Regions from separate parts of the Mus musculus genome. Here all the other regions are linked to region 1. The links are chromatin contacts, called in public HiChIP or PLAC-seq maps. All regions are on one chromosome and are shown on one strand. The core of a region is the stretch at or near the end of the contact, and the rest is flanking DNA. Distances in the headings are between cores, read along the strand shown. Region 1 holds the start of Trim47 (tripartite motif-containing 47). Region 2 holds the start of Smim5 (small integral membrane protein 5). Region 3 holds the start of Exoc7 (exocyst complex component 7). Region 4 overlaps Sap30bp (SAP30 binding protein).

What was found. HiChIP or PLAC-seq counts read pairs in DNA pulled down with a chosen protein or histone mark.
Region 2: a FOXA1 HiChIP or PLAC-seq map of pancreatic cancer cells shows a contact between it and region 1. The contact joins the promoter of Smim5 here to the promoter of Trim47 in region 1. A contact is called at or near these places in 5 of 39 promoter capture datasets (the SN4741 cell line, frontonasal cranial neural crest, neutrophils and 2 more), 2 of 484 Hi-C or Micro-C datasets (the G1E-ER4 cell line and differentiating embryonic stem cells), 1 of 115 datasets of contacts at active chromatin or transcription factors (pancreatic cancer cells) and 4 of 9 other capture datasets (adipose tissue, liver, macrophages and 1 more).
Region 3: an HNF4G HiChIP or PLAC-seq map of pancreatic cancer cells shows a contact between it and region 1. The contact joins the promoter of Exoc7 here to the promoter of Trim47 in region 1. A contact is called at or near these places in 5 of 39 promoter capture datasets (the HPC-7 cell line, cranial neural crest, embryonic stem cells and 2 more), 1 of 15 datasets of contacts at CTCF or cohesin (large pre-B cells), 4 of 484 Hi-C or Micro-C datasets (Th1 cells, embryonic stem cells, natural killer cells and 1 more), 6 of 115 datasets of contacts at active chromatin or transcription factors (embryonic basal ganglia, embryonic midbrain, embryonic stem cells and 2 more) and 2 of 9 other capture datasets (adipose tissue and liver).
Region 4: a contact with region 1 is called in a FOXA1 HiChIP or PLAC-seq map of pancreatic cancer cells. The contact joins the enhancer-like site here to the promoter of Trim47 in region 1. A contact is called at or near these places in 1 of 484 Hi-C or Micro-C datasets (pre-B cells), 1 of 115 datasets of contacts at active chromatin or transcription factors (pancreatic cancer cells) and 3 of 9 other capture datasets (adipose tissue, liver and pancreatic islet).

What each region holds. Positions count from the first base shown.
Region 1 is chr11:116,108,498-116,112,874 of GRCm38.p6, reverse strand. It overlaps Trim47 (tripartite motif-containing 47), which reads left to right and starts at 2,640. Exons shown (of 6, transcript NM_172570.5): 1 at 2,640-3,341. The coding sequence starts at 2,655.
Region 2 is chr11:115,897,617-115,901,993 of GRCm38.p6, reverse strand. Smim5 (small integral membrane protein 5) reads right to left here and starts at 1,855. Exons shown (of 3, transcript NM_183259.3): 1 at 1,652-1,855. The region is part of intron 7 of Recql5 (RecQ protein-like 5); the gene reads left to right.
Region 3 is chr11:116,304,436-116,308,812 of GRCm38.p6, reverse strand. Exoc7 (exocyst complex component 7) reads left to right here and starts at 2,079. Exons shown (of 20, transcript NM_016857.4): 1 at 2,079-2,199; 2 at 2,360-2,425; 3 at 3,765-3,949; 4 at 4,131-4,236. The coding sequence starts at 2,140. Gm26730 (a long non-coding RNA gene) reads right to left here and starts at 1,949. Exons shown (of 3, transcript XR_389166.1): 1 at 1,632-1,949; 2 at 588-1,141.
Region 4 is chr11:115,952,893-115,957,269 of GRCm38.p6, reverse strand. All of the region lies in intron 4 of Sap30bp (SAP30 binding protein), which reads right to left. Among named protein-coding and RNA genes, the nearest start is that of Gm39474, 12 kb to the right of the region's middle. Within about 2 kb of position 1,884, at least 176 of the 459 cell types and tissues checked have an H3K27ac peak or open chromatin away from gene starts, as enhancers often do. A contact at or near this core is called in adipose tissue and pancreatic cancer cells, where this site is marked.

The DNA.
Region 1 (4,377 bases), core at 1,391-3,890:
CTGTCTGTTGAGTGCTGGAAATTGAGCTCAGGTCCTCTGCAGGAGCAACACATGTTCTTAACCACCAAGGCAGCTCTCCTGCCCCTATTTGTTTCTTTAAGAGGACATTTTGGGGGCTGGAGAGATGGCTCAGCGGTTAAGAACACTCACTGACTGCTCTTCCGAAAGTTCTGAGTTCGAATCCCAGCAACCACATGGTGGCTCACAACCATCCGTAACAAGATCTGACGCCCTCTTCTGGAGTGTCTAAAGACAGCTACAGTGTATTTACATATAATAAATAAATAAATCTTTAAAAAAAAAAAAAAGAGGACATTTTGGGCAGGTGACATGGCTCATCAGTTGAAGGTGCTTACTGAATTCCAACCCTTGAACCCTCATACTAAATAAACTAAGGGGTTGGAGGGAGGGCTCCCCAGTTAAGAGCACTGGCTGCTGTGCTCTGCCAAAGGCCTGGGATCCCATTCCTAGCGCCCACAAGGGCACTCAACACTGTTGGTACCTCCAGCCCCAGGGGATCCAGTGACCTCTTCTGTCCTGTGCACATGGGGCAAACGCCCATACATATAAAGATTTTTGGTTTGGTTTGGTTTTTCGAGACAGGGTTTCTCTGTGTTGCCCTGGCTATTCTTGAAACTAGCTCTGCAGACCAGGCTGGCCTCAAGTTTAATGAGATCCACTTGCCTCCAAGTACTGGGATTAAAGACGTGGGTGCACCAACACCCTCTCAGCAGCTGGAGATTAGCCAGCTACCGTGGGAAGAACTGCCTCCATGACTCCATTATGTTAACTAAAAGTGTTGGTTTGCCTTCTCTTATGCGCAGGCGCGTTTGTCTGCTTGCCTTTAAATTCACCGCGTGCACTGTTCCTCGGAGGCCAGAGGAGAGCGCTGGATCCCTCTAAACTGCAGTTACAGGTGGTTGTAAGCACAATGACGTGACATGAACTGAACTTGAGTCCTCAGCAGAAATAACCAGTGCTCTTAACGGATGAGCCTTGTCTACAGCCTCGCAAATGGACGTGTACACCATGGCATGGTGACACACAGATGTGATGGTGGCACTTGGGAGGGCACATGTAGGTACATGAGCAAGGTAGCTCATTTGTCACCCCGTCCCATCCCATCATCAAAGACTCCATGCTATGGTACGGCTGACCATGGCTGATGATCACTCTGACTGTCTGGGTAAGCTGTGTCAGTGTTCCCACTGAGAGAGTGCTCGCTCGCTCGGTGCCTTCAGAAGCCATCGTGCTTAGCACACAGACAAGGAGTCACTTTGGAGAGCCTACAGGAATTATTTGGGATTCTGCTGATAGTTACAGGTAACTATCACATGGGCACATGGATGCTTATTTTTTTATCGAGGGTTGTAACAACACTATTCCACCCACTTTGTTTATTCGTTTGGTTTTGGACACCATGCTCAGCCTTTAACCAGGGGCTAGAATCTAACTCAGGCCCTTACACTTTACCAACTGTGGGCTCCACTCTATAATAATAATAATAATAACAATAATAAGGGCCTGGAGAGATGGCTCAACGGTTAGGAGCACTGACCACATGGTAGCTCACAACCATCTGTAATGGGATCCAGCGCCCTCTTCTGGTGTGTCTGAAGACAGCAACAGTGTGCGCATATAAAATAACTACTAAAATAATTTTGACAATTTGATTCTACATAGTTTAAAGCTTAACATTATTGCATTATTACAATGTCAGTTTACCCGACATGGTGGCCTGCACCTGGAATCTCAATACTGGAGAAGTGGAGGCATGGGAATCAAGGCCAACATAAGCTCTGGGCTAACCAAGGCTATGTAAGAAAGACCTATCCCAGAAACAACACGAAGAAGCCATAAGCCTGTGATCCCAGCACTCAGGAGGCTGAGGCAGGAGGATGAAGAGTTCTAGGTCACTCTGGGCTACATACAGAGACTAAATCTCAAGCACAAGTCCTTGCAACTAGACGCACTGTTCTAAATGCATAGTTGGGCAGGCCTTAACCAGTGTCTCCTTTTGGGGAACTACAGGCACCCGCGAGTATCCATGAACGGAAGTAAATTCCTCAGACAAGGGATTTGTCAAGTGATGTCAGCTTCCCATTTCAGATCTAGACAAGGCTAAGTTCCCCAGCGCGGGTAAACACAGTCGCTAAGAGGTCAAAACAGACACATACCAGCAGTAAGTTTTTCTGTATGTCAGCAACTCAGGGAACTTGGCTAACTGTACCTGGGAGGGGTCTGGAGGGAAAGGCGCTGGCTACATGGCTGTGCACGCCCACCATGGCACCTGGCTGACCAGGATAGAGGATGGAGGATCGAATGTCCTCTCAGCCTCCTCCCCATGAATCCCCTCACATTCTCGCTCCGGGTCCTCTCCTTTTCACAATCCTCTGGCAGTCCCACCGCCTCCGCCCACGCTGGGTAGAAGTCTCAAGAGGGTCGTGCTCCCCTGGAGGGCTGGCCGGCCTCGCGGCGTCTGCTGACCGGTGGGTGCGGCGGTGGCGAGCCGCGCTGGGGCGAGCAGAGCTGCGGAGGGGTAGGAGGGGGCCGGACCCTTGGCCAGGGTCCCAAGGGGCGGTGCCGGGCGCGAACCGTCCCAGGTCCCTCCCAGGCGGGAGCAGCACAGGCGGTGCCCGGGTAGCGGCGGAGCCATGGACGGCAGCGGGCCTTTCAGCTGCCCCATCTGCCTGGAACCGCTCCGGGAGCCGGTGACACTACCCTGCGGCCACAACTTCTGCCTCGCTTGCCTGGGCGCTCTCTGGCCGCACCGGAGCGCGGGCGGCACCGGTGGTTCCGGAGGTCCAGCTCGCTGTCCACTTTGTCAGGAGCCTTTCCCCGACGGCCTGCAGCTCCGCAAGAACCACACGCTGTCCGAGTTGCTGCAGCTCCGCCAGGGCTCGGTCCCGGGACCCATGTCCGCCCCGGCTTCAGGATCGACCCGGGGCGCCACGCCCGAGCCCTCCGCGCCCAGCGCACCACCTCCGGCTCCGGAACCATCGGCTCCCTGCGCGCCGGAGCAGTGGCCCGCGGGTGAGGAGCCGGTGCGCTGCGACGCGTGCCCCGAGGGCGCCGCCCTGCCCGCCGCGCTCTCTTGCCTCTCCTGCCTCGCCTCCTTCTGCTCCGCGCATCTGGCCCCCCACGAACGCAGCCCCGCCCTGCGCGGCCACCGCCTGGTGCCCCCGCTGCGCCGACTTGAGGAGAGCCTGTGTCCGCGCCACCTGCGGCCTCTGGAGCGCTACTGTCGCGTGGAGCGTGTGTGCCTTTGCGAGGCCTGTGCCACTCAGGACCATCGCGGCCACGAGCTCGTGCCGCTGGAGCAGGAGCGCGCGCTTCAGGAGGTGGGGCACCTTGAGTCGACACGTGGAGATGGGTGACAGGAGGGACACTAGAGCTATTTAGTCCCTCACTCTTATCCGGGTGTGTCTGTTATATATTTGTTTTATCATTATGGCTGTGCACATGGAGATGAAGGAAGCAACTTTGTGGGGTTGGTTCTCTCCTCCTGCCTTTACATGGGCTTCATCTCTCTGACTCAATAGGCTCTGCCTTAGTTTCCTCCTCTAGCCTGAGAATCTTTGCAACCTCTTCCGGTCTACACTGTCATTTGCTGGGGCTGGTGTGGATGGAAAGAGAGTCGGGAGGGACTAGTAAGATGAAAGAGTGGCAAAAAGCCGAGAGAGAGAGAGAGAGAGAGAGAGAGAGAGAGAGAGAGAGAGAGAGAGAGCGCTTTAGCTAGATTAGTGTAAGTGTAAAGCGAGAGAGGGATCCGCATTAGGCCCTCAGAAGCCGTGGGGGTCAGGAGTCGCTGGGTGCGGGCGGGGCCCCGTAGCTGATGCCCTCTTCAATTCAGATTCGTCCTGAATTGAGTCAGCCACTTTGTATGGGTGTGGCGGGCACCAGGAGAGCGACGGAGTTTGGGCTGGTCACACAGATCTCCTCTGTCCGAATGCTCTGGGGCCGTGGGGAGCATGTGCCCAGTGTCCCGCTACCTCCCACCCCCAGTTTCCTTTGGCCTCCATCCCGGTCTTGGCGCCTCTGGCTTTGGGATTTTCCGCCTCTCCTGCCTGGAGCTGTGACTCATTAGAGCCGAGGGATTTGCCCGGAATCCCCATTTTTCAGAGCTGGATTGGGGGTGAAGGCTCTTTTGAGACTAATCCCCAGGACTATTTAGTGTCCTCTTTTCTGGTTCCGTCACGTCACACCCTACCCCACCCTCTCACACTTTGCCTCTTCCCCAGGGGGAAAACAATCCCAAATAGAGAATCATAGGTGGCCCTATACTGGCTTCTCTGGTCAACAGGTTGTCATATGCCCACAACCTGCTTCCTTGCCAGGCATTTGGAAATGGCACCAGCTTGGGCCAGAGCTGCCTTG
Region 2 (4,377 bases), core at 606-3,105, 210 kb after region 1:
CCTTCTGTGGATGCTCCACAGGCAGTGATCAGAGAGCTAGCACAACAGAGAAGGAAACTGGCCGAGCTGGGGGACCGATTAGTGTTCCTGGGTGTGGCATGGGACATGGAGGTTCTTGCTATATAGTAAGTGTCCTGTAGGCCAGACAGCAGAAGCTTGGTCCCACAGTTTCTCTACTTCCTCCTTGTCTACTTGATCATCCAACTCCAGCTCCCCACACGGATGAGGGCAAGCAGCGTGTCTGTGCCTGATAAGAGTCATGGGGGCTCTCAGCCCCTTTTGTCCGTTGAGGAGCATCTCGAATGAGACATAACCAACAGATGTGAGAGACCTGAGAGGTCAGAGCCTAACCAGCAGGGCAGAGATGCCCACTGTGCCTGTTGAGTGTTTGAGCAACTCCATCAGTGCTGGGGCTCCGGTTTGGAGTCAAAAGTGGGTGCTTGAAGCCTTGGTGGTTCTGCTGCCCTGGTCCCCAAGTTTTCTAGACAATGGAGAGAACTTCCTGCTCTGGTGGCCAATAGAAACTAAGCGAGCTCCTCTCCTGCAGCCATAGAAGCTGGGCCTCCCTCTGAGCTCAGGGACTGCTGGAGCCTGTGTGTCCCAGATGTGGCTCAGCTGCAGTGCAGTCCCTCTGTTGCACACTTGTTAGTATTACCACAGGAGTTAGCTTCCCAGTCCCACACAAACCAGAGTGCACCCCCTCTGCTGAGCCAAAGAGACTCTCGGCCCTCCCCTTGGTTTCCAAAACTGAATGATGTTTTTCTTTCTTACTGGATAACAGTGTGTTTGCTTTGGAAGGGACGTCTCACGGGGACTTGAACCCCAGTGTGAGGACAGGAGGCAGAAGGGCTTAGCAGCCTCCTCTCGTGAGGCCCTGCCCAAGAAGGTTGTGCTTGCCCTGCACAAGGACTGAAGAGAAGAGCTGTCTGGGGGCAACCATTACAGTAGTTAGTGTGGAAGAGACTCTGGGGTCTTTTCCAAACTCATTCATGTAGTCACAAACTCCTTTCCAAACTTGGGGTTTGAATTAGGGTGCATATCCCTGGCTCAGTTTTCAGAGATCATTGCCAAAGGAGGATCAGGGGTCCTGGTAATCTAAGTGGGTGCAGAGACTCCTCCCTAGGATGATCCTGAGCCGGAAGCACACAGCGGTGAGCAGGTCAGAACTCCAAAAGACAGGAAAGCTGCTGCTCTTGTCCAGCATCCAAGTAGGCAGTTCTGCTGCTGGCTCTACCAGCTCCTGGGGCCAGAGGCCATTCAGCAGGCTGGGCACACCTTGTCCTGAGCCTTCTTGAGAACCAGGGAGGGCTCAGCCCTAATCCTTTCGGAAATGGAGGCTCAGCAAGATTGGGGGCCATATCCTAAACTCACTGAATAGAAAAGGTTTAAATGGATGTGTCCAGCAGCCCCCAGCCCCTGTGCCACACACCGAGTAGCAGTACATCCCCCTTCTCTAGTACCAGGTCCCAGGGGAAGAGCACTCAGGTATACACACAGAGGAGGTGACTAAATTCCCATAGGAGAGTGGCCTAATATATCCCCCAAGACGTTCCTCTCCGAGCTCATGCTAAGCTGTGACTCCTCGCCAGAGATACGAGACCCTGGCTGCCCTCCTTTCCCGATCCTGTCACCTCTAGCCAGTGTCTCTTACCTGGGAGCTCAGATAGTGGGGAGCCTCGAAGAGGTGTCCCAGTACAGAGCCTCTATGTACCTCCTGGAAGTCCTTTGGCCACCACCTTTGACTTCTTCACCAGCGCTGCCACTTTCCTGCCTAGGCGGCTGCTTCTCACTCGGGCACCTCCTGGTGCTAGCTCCCGGTTGCTGACAGCCAGCTGCTGTCCAGCTTCAGCGCCTCATCGCTTCAGCTTTTTTGTTGTTGGTTGTCCTGGAGATCTAGGTGTCAAATTACAGTTGTGAGGAGGAGCCCAGGGAGTCCTCCCCTGAGCTTGACTTGCCCTTCACGCCCTATGCCTTTCCCTGCCTAGAGGTCCACTCTGCTCTCTGGATCCCCAGACGGCTCCCTCTCTTATTCTTCCTCCTGTTCTGCCCTCCTCCTGCCTTTGAGCCAGGCTGTAGGCTGTAGGCTGTAGGCGGAGGGCTGGGGTTGGGCTAATGACAGAAGTGGTTGGCTGTGGTTCCCTGTGGAAATAACCCCGGGGGGCTCCGTCTGAGGTTGCCAGAGGAAGAGGGTGGAGTGACTCGCTCTTGGGTGCCCCAGCACCCTCTGGATGGCCTTTTTGGCTTGTGTCCCTGACCACCCTGGTCTGTCTCTTGGGCCACACTCTGGCTGCTCTCTCTGCCCTCTGCCAGAAAGAAAACCGGGCTACAGGATCACCCAAGCACGTCAGCAAGCTTTCAAGCAGCCCTCTGGTGTGGTACTCTGCCATCTACCCAGGGGCATCTGGGGGGAAGATGAGGATCCTAGATACTCTAAAAGTAGTCTGCGCCGGCCATGGTAGTGCACACCTTTAATTCCAGCACTTGGGAGGCAGAGGCAGGTAAATTTCTGAGTTCGAGGCTAGCCTGGTCTACAGAGTGAGTTCCAGTACAGCCACGGCTACACAGAGAAACCCTGTCTCGAAAAAAACAAAAAATAAGTAAATAAGAAAAAGAAAGAAAGAAAAGTAGCCTGCTTGTTTTAGTGAGGGGCCTTGGGTCCTTCTAAGAGAAAGGTCACTGCTGGTCTCGTTCTGCTCAGCTGTCTGCATGACAGCTCTGTTGGCCCATTAACGTTTGTCGGTCTTGCCACCAGCAGACCAGGCTGCAGGGGGAGGACTGACCTCAGCTCTGCAGTCAATGGAGCCCTTTGAATCTGAGCACAAAACCCCAGTGAGCCAGGGCTTGGGGCAGGGTGTAGACAACCATATGGTCACAGTGCCTAGATGCCAAAGCTTCTCAGAGACAGGACAGGCCACCACTGTACAGGCAGAGGGAACATTTGTCGTGTATATTCAGTGTTAGTGGGAGCTGGCTGCAAGAGCGCCCCCCAGTGGCTGTCTCAGCTGTCTTCCTGCCACTTCTATGCAGTTTTAGGGCTGTTCTTCACTTTGCTGGAGGGACCCTACTTCTTTAGAAGGTGGCATTGCAATTTGCTTTCCTTACAGTAGCCTGCTGTGTGGGGTCAGATCCGCAAGCAGTATTCAGACTAAGAAAACCCTCTGTTCCAAAGCTGTTAGTGCCGGCTAATCTTAAGCCTGGGCACTCAAACTGCCCTGCCTCGCGCTGTCTCTTCTGGTTCCCAACCCTGTACCACATTTCTGGCACTAGAGATGACTGTAAGGACCCTGATAGAACAGTGGCCTCTCCCAGGGCCTCAGCCTGGGGATCCGAAAAGAGACTGGCCTCCTGCACCAGGTGGGCTTCCTGCCACCAGCTTGGGCAGGAAGTGGTTATCCGCAGGGGAACATCTGGAGTTAGAGGCTGAGAGGGAGGCTCTAGTGAGGCTCTAGTGAGGCTGGATCTCCCTGGTGAGTGGGCTCACGAGTGACTAGGCATGATGGCCGCTCTCAGCATTGTGTGCCTCTAGCACAGTGACTCTCAGCCTTCCTCATGCTCTGGCGACCCCCAACCATAACATCCTTTTTGTTCCTTCTTTATTACTGGAATTTTGCTAGTTATAAATTGTAATATATGTTTTTTGGTGGATAGTCTTAGGTAAACCCTATGAACGGTCTTTCAAGCACCAGAAGGCTTGAGACCCACAGGTTGAGAATCATCTGTTCCAGGAGCTATGCTAGGTACAGCCTTCAGCCTAGGGCAAAAAGCTCATGGTGGGCGCCAGGGGAAGCCTAATTCCCTCAGGGAAGATCAAGATACCCATGAAAACTGTTTGTGGGAGCTCATGCCTACAGACCCAGAACTCAGGAATCTGAAGCAGGAAGCTCATGAGTTCAAGGCCACCCTGAGCTGTAGTGAGACCCTATCTTAAAAACAAACAAAAAAAGACTAGGCATGGTTGCAGAGGCGGCTTTCTGAGTTCTGAGGCCATCCCAGTCTACTGTGATGAGTACTCAGTAAGCTCTGGGCCAGCCCTGGCTACAGAGTGAGACCCTGTCTCTAAATAACAAGTACTAAAGACAGGCTGGGCTCTCCTGTCCTCTCCTCCTTCCCCACGGTGAGGAACACTTGTAGAACATCTCATCAGTGCTCACAGCCCGATGGAGCACCGTTGTGCTCCACTGTAACACTGCCCCACAGCAGTAGAGAGGCTGTGGCATTCACAGTAAAATGCCTATCTGATGTTGCCTTGGTGGCAGAGCCTGACTCTCCAGGGCATTCCTGGTCCCTGGGCAGAGGGAAGAGCAGGGCCCTAGAGCTTACAGGTAACCAAACAGACTGAGGCTCATATGTTACAGACCTGTAGGGAAACTGCTTCAC
Region 3 (4,377 bases), core at 830-3,329, 200 kb before region 1:
TATAATGAGGTCTGGTGCTCTCTTCTGGCCGGGCAGAACATTGTATACATAATAGATAAAACTTTTTAAAAAAAGAAAACGATTTAAGGTATATGTGCTTCAGATTTCTTTCCCTTATCCACTTGACACAAACCCTCTACAGAACTTTGAACTCACTGAGACAGGACAAATGGACTAGACATTGTGAATATAACTCTTACCCCGACAGTTCTCACAATTAGTATATAGTTTACTGATGTTAGAGATAGAGCCATTCTTGGGCTAAAAGGGGAAGAAGTTGGGATGATTAAACCCACACATATTGCATCAAATGCCTATGTAATTGTGCCCTGCATTTTCAGTTGTTAATTGCTATGCTGGCAGGATATTTAATTACTGTCATTTCTATGGCCTATTACCTGCCTTTTTTTTAAAGATTGATTTATTTATTATATGTGAGTACACTGTAACTGTCACCAGAAGAGGGAGTCAGATCTTGTTAGGGATGGTTGTGAGCCACCATGTAGTTCCTGGGATTTGAACTCAGGATCTTCAGACGAGCAGTTGGTGCTCTTAACCACTGAGCCAGCTCCCAAGCCCGATATTACCTGCTTTCTATATGTAAGTGTTTGTCCTTCCTTGCCTGCCACAAAGGTGTTTCTCTGAGATTAGCCTGTTAAAAAGAAAGCTGCCTGGTGAAGGTCAAAAGCTGCCAAAGCCAAAAGACAACACAGAAATATGGACCGGGCGTTGTCCTGCTGCTGATTGGCTCAGACTAGGTGTTGTCCTGCTGCTGATTGGCTCAGACTAGGCGTTGTCCGTTGCTGATTGGCTCAGATTGGATGAGTAAGGCGTGTGGCCTTTGAGGACTAGAGTTGACTGTTGGAGTCGGGGCAGGAGGAGAGAGAGACAGAAGCAGAACTGAGCAGGACAGGGAGGTTGAGCAGAGAGAACGCCAGGGACTCGTAGCAGGGAAGTCGCGTTGAGTCTGGAGGGTTAGCTGAGGGACTGCCCCAGCAAACAGGCAAACAGCCTTATACTATACAGATGTCTCTGTGTCTCTGTTATTAAACCCACGTGGGATCCCACAAGTTCTGAAGTATCCATTGTAAGCCACTCTGTGTGGAATCCAGTCTCCAGACTTGAACCGTTAAGATATGATCTGCAAAAACAAATTTGTCTCCTCAGTCAGCGCTTTTATCCTAAATTAGGGTTTAGCTAACTGGAAAGATGGCTCAGCAGTTAAGAGCTCTTTCTTACTCTTCCAGGAAGCCTGAGTTAGGGTTAGGGTTCCCAGAACCCACATGACAGACAGCTCACTACTGTAATGTCAGCTCCAGAGGGATCAGATAACCTTCTGGTCTTCCAGGGCACCTGGCATGCAAGTGACGGCACAGACATACATACCCATGGGCGAAACATCTATCTATACACCATGTTAAAATCCACAAATAAATCATGAGCTGGTGAAATAGCTCAGCAGGTTAAGGCATTTGCCACAAAACCTGGCACCCGAATTCAATCCCTCTGGGTCCTACACATGGGAGGGAGAGAACTGTAAACCCTATATACCACTCCGTGCCAGCCTCCACCTCCTGCCTTCCGCCACCGCCCTGCTTTTTCTTGGGTGAGCTGGGTTTGGCAGAGCACACCTTTCTTTAATCCAGCCCACGGTAGGCAGAAGTCAGCCTGGTCTACATAACCTATTCCAGAGCAGCCAAAACGATCTAAAAAAAATTCAGGTATAATGTTGGTTTGCTTGATTTTTGGTTTGGAGACCAAGTCTGACTCTGTAGCCTAGGCTAGCCTGGAATTTACTATGTGATCCAAACTGGCTTCGAACTCGTGAATGGCCTCCTGCTTCAGTCTCCCAGCAAGGGGCTGTCTTTCAAAGGAGCGAGCAAACCAGCCTCTGGCTACGAGGAAAGACCCACGTATGCCTCAGGTGAGCGGCTCTTCCAGCCACATTCAAGATGGCGTCGACCCGCAGCCCGCTCGCGAGCTCCGGCAGGAACACACTTCCGCCTGCCACTCCCAACATGGCGCCCCCGAAAGCGTCCGGGGGCGGGGCCGAGGGAGGAAGTGGGCGTGACAGGGACGGAAGCCGAGCAGGGTTTGGAGCTAAAACAGCGGGGAGTGGGGACAGCGCTGTCCGCTGCTATGATTCCCCCGCAGGAGGCTTCCGCCCGGCGGCGGGAGATCGAGGACAAACTGAAGCAGGTGACGCTGGGGAGAAAGTGAAGGAAAGGCGCTCAGGGGCATCGAACCGGGGTGGAAGGGGAGATAGGGTTAGGCGTAGGCCGTGGTGCTGGGTGCTGGGTGCTGGTGGTCGCCTTTCACCATCGGCTTGTGGTGATGTCCTCCTCTCTGCCCCTCGCAGGAGGAGGAGACGCTGTCGTTTATCCGAGACAGCCTGGAGAAGAGCGACCAGCTCACTAGGAACATGGTGAGTAGCCTTTCAGCTGGGAGGCTGCCGCCAGGCTCCTGAGCCCCAGAGGAGGGGCGTGTGATGGACGTGTCCTGCGCCTGTCCAGGGACTCCAGCGTGGGTAGTAAACAGTGGGCATATCTTGCAGCGATGGGTATCTCTGCACCCCAGTTTCCACCCCATCACCGAGGAAACCGCTGCCCTATACCTGTTACTGTCTGTCCTTCTGCAAACATTTCGTGATATCCTGTACATGGCCTGGTACTGGCCCCGTGTCATTGTCAAATTCAAGCGAGGCGAGGCAGCGAAGTCACAGGGGCTTTGGAAGCAAAACCATCTCAGAGAGTTAATGCGTCTTAGATCTACCCAATGTCCTACAGCTTACTATGTGGTTCCTGGTGGTAGGCCTTGAGTTATGGTTAATTTACCTGGTAAAGCAGACAATGTCAGCCTCCCAGTGTGTCCGTGGAGGAAGTCTATGCATGCTTCCCAGTGTCTGGTATACAGTAAGATGCTTTAAAAGTGCTTGCATTTGTATTTACACAGTAATAAAATACTTGTTGAATGAGATTTGCCCTTAGGGAAAGAGGTTGGCTGTTTGTTTGAGGTAACAGTAATATATTTGCAACTATTTTGGAGGAAGCTACTTTCTGTTCAGTCTAGGAAAACTTCAGAGAGAACAGAAATTGAGATTTGACTTTCAAGGGTAGAAAGGAATCTATCCTGAGGTGATTGAAAAAAAAAATTTATTATGTATAGTGTTCTGGTTGTATGTATGGCCATATGCCAGAAGAGGGCACTAGATCTCATTATAGATGGTTGTGGTTGAGCCGCTATGTGGTGCTGGGAATTGAACTCAGGACTTCCGAAGAGCAGCCAGTGTTCTTAACTGCTGAGCTGGCTCTCCAGCCTGATTATCTCTTTTTGCAAATAAGCAAATTTATTTTATGTGCATGAGTGTTTGCATGTGTGTATGTGTCCCACAAATGAGCAGTGCCTGCAGAGGTCAGAAGAGGCTGTCATATCCTGTGGAATTGGAGTTACAGGCAGTCAGTTGTAAGCTGGCAGATGTGCGTGCTGAGAACTCAGTACCAGTCCTCTGCAAGAGCAGAGTCATCTCTCCAGCTCCTTGAAGGAAGAATTCGCTTAATGTTCCTCTTGCCGTCAGATGAACTTTCAACCAGTTTATGGTGAGCCGTGTACCAGACTAGGAGTGCAGTTGTAGCAAACAAGTCGACTATGTTCCTTCCTATGGGTAGCAGTGTATCGTCTAGAAAACCAAGAAAAGACAAGAAATGTCTGTGAGTATTTCCAGGACAGCCCTGGGAGCCATGAGCCAGAGGAGTTCCCCCCCACAGGTGTCCATCCTGTCGTCCTTTGAGAGCCGACTCATGAAGCTGGAGAACTCTATCATCCCTGTGCACAAGCAGACAGAGAACCTACAGAGGCTGCAGGAGAACGTGGAGAAGACGTTATCCTGCCTGGACCACGTTATCAGCTACTACCACGTAGCCAGCGACACGGAGAAGATCATCCGAGAGGGGTGAGTTCCATGCAGAGCTCTGCTCACATAACTAATGTCTCCTGGACCCATGGAGCCAAGTAAAACCCATGTGAGCGTGGAGCCCCTTATCTGCGTTCTCTTCTTCTCCCGCAGACCGTGGCCATAGTCTGTCTATGTTATCCCTGCCCTCCAAGGCTAAGCCAGCTTTTCTCTTTCCCAGCCCCACAGGTAGGCTGGAAGAGTACCTGGGAAGTATGGCCAAAATCCAGAAGGCTGTGGAGTATTTTCAGGACAATAGCCCAGACAGCCCAGAACTCAACAAAGTGGTAAGAAACGTATAGGTTAGCGTGAGACGACGGACAGATGGACATCAGTCCCTGTCTCGGTCTCATGAGGGACATGTGACAGTTTAAGGAAGTCTGTAGAAGCCAGGTGTGGTGGCCCAGGCCTAGAACTTGTGAGTTTGA
Region 4 (4,377 bases), core at 635-3,134, 150 kb after region 1:
GGGGAGGTGGCCGATGGCTTCTTGGAGAGTGTTCCCTGAGCTGATCTCAATGGCCAGCTACGTGTCAACCTGGGAGAAGGGAAGCTGAGGTGGAGGGGACACATGTAAATAACACATCCTACCAAGCTCCAGAGACTGACTTTTAGGGAAAGAGCATGCCTGGAGAAGCGCTGGGGGAGGGAAAGGGGAGGAGCCACCATCCAAAGCATTTACCAGTTTCTACAGTATAAATTCAGTCCTGCCTAAGCTCAATCTCAGGTTGCCAATGTGGAAGACACTGAACTCAGAGCTGTTAGAGACATGTGTCAGCTTCATACTTGGCACTGCCCTTTCCGGTTGGTCTGGGTCTGTCCTGCCTTGGCTATAAGAAACTGTGTTAAGGTTTTGGGTCCCAAATAGCTTGTGCATAAAAAGACCTGAACAAAAGGCCTGATTCTGACACAAGAACCACAACTCCCGAGGGCAATCAATCCCCTCAGAACACTGCCCACCCAAGCCTCGCCTCCTCTCTCCCCATTCCCTTCCCTGACAGCCTCCGGCCACCCCAGGACCTCAGAGTCGGCTCTGGAGCACACAGACAATGGGCTGATTGTTGTAAGATTCTGTCATGCTCTTTGAAACATTCCTCATGAAAAGAACCATACAATGTGCAAACAGTGGCAGACAGCACAGGGTGGGGCAGGAGGAAGGCAAGCACCAAAAAGCCACCACCAATAGCATCTAGCCCAGCAGGGGGACCTACTGTGTGCCAGGCCCTTCTCTAAGCCTGTCCTAGGAACAGCTCTAGAGAGCTGAAGAGGGTCTGTGGGAAGGCTTAGGGTAGCATGGCAGGGGGCTGGGGGGAGGCGCAGGGTGGCATGGCGGGGGGGGGGGGCTGGGGGAGGCGCAGGGTGGCGGGGGTGGGGCTAGGGGAGGTGCAGGGTGGCATGGTGGGGGTCTGGGGGAAGGCGGAGGGTGGCATGGTCTTCCTGGTCTCTAGTCCAAGGCTGTTTTTTTTTTTTTCTTTTTAAGATTTTACTTTTTAAAAATTATAGGCATGTCTGTGTGTGGTACCCTAGGAGTCCAGAGAGGCATCAGATCCCTTGGAGGTGACATTTATCAGAGGTTGTAACCCCCAGACATGGGTCCTGTCTATGAGCAGAATGTGTTACCTGCTGAGCCTCCCCTACGGTCATGATTCTAAAATAATTCCAGGTCTTAAGAGATTAAAACAAAACAAAAGGGAAAAACAAACAAACAAAAAAGAAAAACTAGGTGTGTGTAGGGGGAAACCCCTCATTTAGGGCCCCAGGCTGGCCTAGAAGGGACTCTCCTGCTTCAGCCTTTCGATTGGCTGGGATTGCAAGTGTGCACTGTGCACCCAGCATGGGTTAATGTTTTCTTCTTAGCAGATAAGGTGCTTTGATCTCTGCATAGTTACCATCCCTGTGCTGAGTAAGACAAGGCCTTCAAGACCCTGGAGACTCTAATGACTTCCAGGACAGTTACTGTGGATCGGGCCTGTGCACACTATGAACACACTGAGGCCAGGGGTCAGGCCTGAGGCAGTCTTAAAGCATAAGTACAGCCTGGGCTTCGTAGATGTCAGTGGTTTTAACTAGACACACCCAGAGCACAGGCTGGGCGACAGATCAAAGGTCATGCTGTGGCCTGAGATGCAACTGCAGTCGAGAACAGTCCCCACAAGGGGGATAGGATACACACTTGCCGCTGCACCATGCCTTTCTGCCACCTCCCAACTGGCCCTCAGGCAGGGCACTACCCAGCTCTGGCAGGCAGTCAAGCCAAATCTTGGTTTCTTCCTTTTTCTTAGCCCTGGGGTAAGACGTTGGTCTAGGTCTGAGCTCAGTCTGCAGAGGCCAGCCCAGAGTGGAAGCGGGTGGAAAGAGCTGGCTAGGGCATTTTGTGAACATTCATAACAAAACCAAGGCTTGGCAGGCGCTGGGCCACAGAGGGTATATGTGCACGTGACACAGACAAAGAATGCCCTTTGCCATTTGCCAGGAAAGCTTTTTAGAAAAACAGGGTGTGCCACGGTTACTGTAGCAACCCCCCACCCTCTGGGACATAAGTGACAGAGAGTATGGAGGAGGAGGGAGCCTCATAAATTGGGGTAGAAACAAGAGTATTCCTGGGAAATAAGTGACAAGAAGGTGACATATGCTGGACAACAAAATAAAAGTATACTTCAGAGACTTGAGGACAGACTTGAGTGCCTCCTCCCTGAGTCCTAGAATGTGCCCAGTACAGAGAACAGCTGCTCTGCAGAGCGGCCAGAGCCCCTAACCATCTCAGGAAGTGTCAGCAGTGTGCCCGCAGACACTTGCCACAGTGCCTATGCCTTGGCTATGCTAGGGGTAGCTCCATTTACTATCCACAAAGCCTGTTGTCAGCATGAGTCACATCCTGCTAACGCCTCTGTCAGAAAACATCTGCAGTATCCATGGCCACCAGGTGGGAACCTAAGCAGAGTAGCTAGTTCCAGGGACTCAGACTACGGCAGGGGAACAGGGACAGAAAGCCCAGTGGGGCCGAGGACACTTGCAGAATACTTAACTGGCTGTAAGAAGGGGCTCCTGAGTGATTTGAAGACCCCTGGACTACACCCAATACTGTTCCAGGCCCGTGGGGCAGGCAGCTGTCAGGAGCTAGAGCACTGGAGAAGCCCGTGAGTTGGCTAGTCCTTTGAAAGCCATCCTGTTGAAGAGTTGACTTACCACCCACTCCTCAAAGAGAAGAGTACTCACCCTACGCAGGTGACAGTGCACTGTGCCCGCCACGAGAGGGCAAATAACAGACTATGTCGGCTACATCGAGAGGTCCTTTCGTCAAAACAGACAAATGTAAAGGAACACCTATTCTCAGCAGTGTGCGTGCAACCTCTAAGGAACCTGCTTAAGGGGAAAGCCAGGCAGGAAAGCAATGATCCACCAGGCGCTCAGCCTGGGGCAACTCTGCTCTCAAAGGGACACTTATCGGCAGGCTGCAACTCTGTCAAGCATCCTATCACGCAAGGAAGGCCTTCATAACACAATGACCCAGCCCAAGTGGTTGTCAATAAGCCTCATTTATATGAAACTGTTAAAATAGGGCTGAACTTCCATCAAGATCACATCTTGCCAGGCATGGAGGCGCACGCCTTTAATCCCAGCACTCGGGAGGCAGAGGCAGACGGATTTCTGAGTTCGAGGCCAGCCTGGTCTACAAAGTGAGTTCCAGGACAGCCAGGGCTACACAGAGAAACCCTGTCTCGAAAAACCAAAAATAAGTAAGTAAGTAAATAAATAAATAAAGTCTTACTTGAGACTGAAGGAAGACACCGCCTGCACAGGGGACCTGAGCACCAGGAACCATTAGGAAGGATAGGAAAGTGGAGGTGTTCCCCTTGTAAAAGATGTTTGTTTGGTACGGCTATCACAGATACAAATGTCTATCAAATCCACCAATGGCACACTTTTACTCTTTGAATTACATCTCAGTAACGCTATTTCACACACACAGCCCAGAAGCAGAGTGTCATGGCAGTTCCTGTAATACTAGATCTATGAGAGGCTAAAGTATAGGACCAGCAGGTCAAAGCCAGCCTGGGTTACACAGGAAGAGGACAGACAGTCCAAAGCCAGCCTAGGCTACGTAGTTTTAAGGCAAGTCTATGCTACATACACTAATCTTTAAAAAAAAAAAAAAGTCAAAACAAACCCAGAGGAGAAGAGCCAAGCTGATTATGGAAGAAGTCCAGTTGATGCACCCACATGTGCACCACTTCTGACCCTGTTCATGTGAGTGGAGCGCACTGCCGTACTGGTTCATGGCCAGGTTGTTCTCTGGCCTAAACCTTGAAGTTTCTCGGTGGTGAACAGCAGAGTGAAGTGGGACCTAGATGGAAGCGGCTTCAGCTTCCACTACACCTGGCCTTGTGTATCACCCACCGCCGAGGCTGCTGGCTTCTGATTAGATGTGTGCTGTGCCTCCTCTGCCCTTAAGCTGTCATATCCCGTGTCATTTTCTAAAGAACAAATTCTAGTGTTTAAGGAAGCCCTGGTTTTAATTTGCACGGGTCATGTAAATGTGTTTGAGTGTGCATGCGAGTCATTTGTCTGCACGTTCCTACTGAGGTCTGCAAAAACAGGGCATTGGACTCTCCATACCTACAGCTACAGGAAGTTGTGACACTCCCAACACGGATGGGAAATGAACCTGGATCCTCTGCAAGAGTGGCCCTGAGCCATCTCTCCAATCCCTGGGTTTTTTTTTTGTTGTTGTTGTTGTTTTTGTTTTTTTGTTTTTTTCAATAAGTCTTGAGCTCTGTCCATCAGAGAACCCAGAATCAATGCAGAGTCACTATGTTCTTGCCCAAGACAAAGCAGAATGAATAAT